Linked DNA regions of Gossypium arboreum: region 2 is linked to region 1. The links are chromatin contacts, called in public Hi-C maps. All regions are on one chromosome and are shown on one strand. Each heading gives the region's core, a stretch centred on a gene start, on an enhancer-like site or on the middle of the called end of the contact. The rest is flanking DNA. Distances are from core to core; before and after follow the strand shown. Region 1 holds the start of LOC108460840 (chaperone protein dnaJ 16-like). Region 2 holds the start of LOC108457825.

Region 1 (2,700 bases), core at 107-2,606:
ATGTTCACGAACAAACTCGTTTATTGGCTCGTTTATAAGCTTGTTTATGACTCGTTTATTTATTAATGATATTTTCTTATAAAAATATTGAAATAATATCTGTGTGTATGTATTTATTTATTATATGTTTGTTTATTATTCATTAATATTGTTCGTGAACATGTTCAATTATATGTTCATGAACATGTTGTTTAATGTTCGTGAATTTTAAACAAACGAATATGAACACACATAAATTTAAATAAATGAACATGAACAAAAAATTTAAAATTTTTAACGAACACAAATTGAACATGAAGAAATTTAAAAATAAACAAACGAACATGAACAAAGGTTCGTTCATTCAAGCTTGATTCATTTGCAGCCCTACCAATAGCAACTATACTTGAAGATTAGATTGGTTTTGATCAAACAATTATATAATTATAGGCATAATCACAATTATAAATATAAATTATAAACATTCAAAAATTATGGGGAGGAATTCACTTATACAATGTAAAACTTAAGTTGTTTTACACCATTGATAACTTTTTTATGCTATTAATATTTTAACGATCTAATAGTTGAATTTTTTAAAATATTTGTACTTATCATGCATGCAAAATTTTAATCGAGTCAGATATCTACATCATATCAATTTAAAGTATTGTTTATAATAACATATATTTGATAATTGAAAGTCTTTTTCATAAAATAAATAGTTAGAATTTTTTAATTTATATCAAACTTGACATATATGATTTATATAACTAGAGCATGAAATATAACGGTCTGATTGTTAAAATATTAATCATAAAAAATTATGAAAAAATAGAAAGCCACTTAAATTTTACTCCAATAACCGAATTATGATAAAATTAATAACCATTTTTCTTTTAAATATCGCATTTTAAGGTGAACAAAAAAGGTCCTACCGGGAGTCGAACCCAGGTCGCTGGATTCAAAGTCCAGAGTGCTAACCACTACACCATAGAACCTCCGATGGTTATGAGATATAAATCGTAATTTAAAATCAAAATAGAGGAAATAAAAGGATTTTCAATGGGAATAAGAATAATCTGCAAGTTAGTGATCGGATGATTCTAAATCATGCAACAAGATCATTATTCACTGTTTGCAATTGAGAGAATTAGGTTCGATAATTTATGTATTTATATAATTTTTAATAAACTAGTAATTTGTGCTATAAAAACTTCAACATCTTATGCTTTTTCATGATTTTGTTTAATTTATATATATATTTAAGTAATTTTGTGGGTACCTTTAATTATATTTGTAATTATTTTTATAATCCAATAATTTAAATAATAAAATTAAACAATTTCCCTTTCTTTTTTGTATAAAAAAACAATTTCCATGTTTTTCAAAATCCCGCTTCAACGAGGAATGCAAATTATGCGCATTGCGCACCCACGTGCTCCTCGATCCCATGACACGTGCCAATGCAAGCAGATATGCGCTTGCAGACTGCAGACTGCAGACTGCAGTGCGCAGTGTGCAATCTCCATACTGCAATGGTACTGTTCAGATAAACGCATAGCCATTGAATTTTGGTTTTTGAAAATATTTATAAACCAATGACGATATAGGTTGTCTAAAATTTAAATTTAAAAAATGAATATGTTAAAATATTAACATTGCACCTAATTAATTTCCCCTCCAATTTTTCCTCCTCTTTCTTTCTCTTCTCTCTATCAAACCTCCAGCTTGGAAGTCCCATGGAGTTTCCTCTTTCTATCTTCTCTTCTCAATGCACCTGAATCTTTCCTTTTTCGCTTCTTAACCCCCTAAAAAAGTCTCCTACTTTGTTGAAATGTGGTGGAGACATAAGGGAGTTAATTTCCATTCCGTTTTTGGAATTTAGTTTAAGGTTTTGGATTTCTAGGGTTTCTTACCTTAAAATAGAACAATTTTCCGGTTTAGTTTTTTGTTTGGTGGTGTCTATAGAAAAATGCCGCCACATCGATCCAAGTCGGAGAAAAACGATGGCATGGCGAAGCATCTTCGTCGAGATCCTTATGAGGTGCTTGGGGTCTTGAGAAACTCTACGGATCAGGAAATTAAGAGCGCGTACAGAAAAATGGCTCTCAAGTATGTTTAGTTTTTCTTACCTTTTTTTTTTAAAAAAAAATTTTAATTGTAAATTTTCGGTCTTTTTCCTTTATAAGTTTAAAGGTGTTCCTATGTTCGAATTCTTGGTGTTTTTGTTAAGAGTTTTTAGTGATTTCTTTAGGGTACATCAGGGTACACTAGTTTGAGCATATTGATAACTATTGGTTAATTATAAGGTAAATTCACTTGCGTACATGGAGTATACCAAGTATTTAGAACCTGAATTTGGATGGCATTTTCGAACCATAACTGGAGATTTATGAGTGATTGGGGTTCGGTGTGATGGTTTGCCTTCCCAATGATAGTGTGTAGGAGAGTCATTTATCAACATATAGCAATAGCTGTGGAGGACTTGGCCAAGCTTCAGATTTTTAGTGTTGGTATTTGCCAGTTAGACAACAGATTTTGCTTAGATCAGGTGTCCTATACCATGCTTGTGCAGGGATAAGCATTCGAAGCAGAATAACGCTGGCCTTTAGTGACTGGTTGGATATCCGGAATACTTGTCAAACAACAGATAAAACCATAACTAAAGTATCCAAATGATTGTTTCCAACATGTGTCCACAGAATGATTTATTTGCCT
Region 2 (2,700 bases), core at 78-2,577, 280 kb after region 1:
TCTAATATCTTCCCTCGTAGATACTCATATGCTGCACGCCGTGCAGGTAATTTTCTTTGTTCTGTAGTAAAAGATGTTTAGTTAAATGTTTTAATGAGCCAAAAAAGTTTGATATAAACATAAGGCTAAAAAATAAAAGATGAGAATTTCTGGTCCCATTTCTGTTTGTAATTCCATGGTGCTGTTGCACATCAGCAGATTATATCCAACATGATCAAAATATATATAAGAACACCAATCTAACAGAAATATATAGGTTGAAGTACGAATTCACTCCCTTCACCATTTTAATTTGACCATTTAGACTCTCTCAGTCAATATTAACGAATTTAATCCTTACACTATTATTAAAAGTTACTTGAAAGACAATTGAGAAAAACTCTACTGTTAATTTGGATAATGCAGCATTTCGGTCATGGCGTGGCATGACATAATGGTTAATCATCTATATCGATATATATATATATATACATGTACACTTCTATAAAATCCTATAACAAATTTCACGATAGTTTGATCTCGAGAGTCAAAGTAACAAAAAAAATTTATAAGAGCGCAAGTATTAAACTCAATAAAAATTGGAGCACAAGCATCAAGTAAAACATCCAGTTAGAATAGTTTAGAGTTAGTAGAAGTGCCAAATTCTGACATAAACATTTGTATAAATTTCTAGTAATAGGTATTTAAGTCTTCAGTGTTCTCAAGCAAGAAGCTTCAAATCCGCATTCAATGCAGAGTTGTTGTAATCGCAGAGGGATGGCAGCAACAAATTTGATAGCATAAATAAAAAGTAGAACCCAAACCATTTGGTTGCAAGCAAGAAGAAAAAAAATGAACAGTATGATTAGGGAAAATACCAGCAGGAATGGAATCGAGGAGATTGAGAGCGAGATCGGATTCGTGTTGCAGTTTAGAGGTTTTATCATCGGGGTTTTGAGGGAAAAAAGTGTCTCTAATCTCGTACAAATCATCAGCTACTTTTGTGGCTTTTGCCCATACATCATCTTCTTCTGCTGCCATGTTACTTCGCCGGCAAAGGGAAAGGGAGGAAGTTGGCAAAATGAAAACAAAGCCCGAACCCCTCTAATTCCAGCCCTGGACTCCAAACAGTTTCATTTCTGATTAAGCCTCGTGCAGGAGTCATCAATTCTCTAGTGATTCGCTCCAAAACGGCACCGGCTAAGCTCGATGAAAACAATCGGTTTATTTTCGTACTCCATTTTAACTTTTAACCTGGGCGGGTGAACTTGTGAGCTATCGATGATACCATCTGCGGTTTGAGCTCAATTTAATTGGATTTTCAAAAACCAATCTTGACAAGTTTGTCCTTTACTCATATTAATTATAAGACCTCCAAAATTTTTGAAAATTTGGGTTTGGTATTCAAGCATCATCTCTTTGGCTTTCTAGTGAAAACAGTTTTTTTCTACAAGAGTGATGACCTCTGGTGGGTATTCTGGGTGAAGGTTTGGGGTGACAGTGTAAGGAGTAGGTGATGTGGATGTTGAGGAATAGGGTCTATACATCATGATGGGTCTGGGCCAATAAACTCTTTTATAGGCTAGGACTTTTGGATTTTCTTTGGGCCTGGAGAGTAAGTCTGCAAGAATGTTTTGTTTGCCAGGGATGTGCTTAACTTTTTTTGGTTGAATAGAAGGAAAGCTAATTACATAGCATATGTAGGCCTAGAATTAGTGCCTAACAAAGTAATGAGTTGTTGGAGTTGTATGAACCTGTAATCCTTGCTCTTAGTGTCACGGGGCTAGATTGAACTATGGCCCGTGACACTAGGATCTTGTAAGAATCGCCAATGTATGTGTAGCAGTGTTGGACTCTTTGTAAATGTGAGTAACATGGACTATCCAATTCCTATGTTGAATTTGCTTGATGCACAAGGTCAACGCGTAGTTCCCATAGTTGTCATCTTCATTGGTATAAGCTTGGACAACAACTTTGCTATCACTTTCGAGAAGAACATGGTTAGCACCTTTGGACCAAAGTAGCTGCAGACCATAAAAAATCATCCACGGTTCCGTCACAACCGCAATACAATTGTTGATGTTCCTTCCATAGCCTATAACCCATTTACCATGTTGATCCCTAACCACCTCCATTGCTGAAGCAAGACACAAATTGGAACAACAACTACCATCGGTATTCAGCTTGACCCAATTCACTAGTGGAGCTTGCCATATATCTTGACAAGTCCTACCATTTGGAATTGTAACTTCCCCTTCACTGATATTTAAAGTCCAAAACCAACAGGTTCTCAGAAAAGAAAAGAGTTCAAGATGCACCCCTTTAAAAATCAATAAATTCCTTTGCTTCCATAGTCTCCAAATAACCATTCCAAAGATCATTGGCCAGTAGGCATTGTGAAAATGAAAGTCGAAACTGTTTTGTAGATTCATATAGATCCACTAAGAGAGATGTATCGAAAAACGAAGATGGTACCTGAGAGGAAAGAAACTGCAGCCACGCCCTTCAAGCTTATTGACAGTTTCGTAGGATATGCAGAACAATTTCCTCAGTCGCAACACAAACACAACATGATGGATCATCCGTGAAACCACGCTTCTGTCTTTCCTTATTTGTAAGTAACTTGCCTTAAAGAACCATCTATAGGAACTGATTGATTCGTTGGGGACCTTTAAAATCCCAAAACGTAGTCCATATGTGACCCCTTATATCCGACCCAGT

Evidence for each region. A called contact is a pair of places that touch in the nucleus more often than the background predicts.
Region 2: a contact with region 1 is called in a Hi-C map of leaf, with 4 times the contacts expected there. The contact joins the promoter of LOC108457825 here to the promoter of LOC108460840 in region 1. A contact is called at or near these places in 2 of 5 Hi-C or Micro-C datasets (both in leaf).

Annotation. Positions count from the first base shown.
Region 1 is chr4:112,947,826-112,950,525 of ASM2569848v2, forward strand. It overlaps LOC108460840 (chaperone protein dnaJ 16-like), which reads left to right and starts at 1,357. Exons shown (of 12, transcript XM_053026505.1): 1 at 1,357-1,520. The coding sequence starts at 1,360. It overlaps TRNAQ-UUG (transfer RNA glutamine (anticodon UUG)), which reads right to left and starts at 980; the gene lies at 909-980.
Region 2 is chr4:113,223,282-113,225,981 of ASM2569848v2, forward strand. It overlaps LOC108457825, which reads right to left and starts at 1,328. Exons shown (of 13, transcript XM_017756982.2): 1 at 858-1,328; 2 at 1-61. The coding sequence starts at 1,020.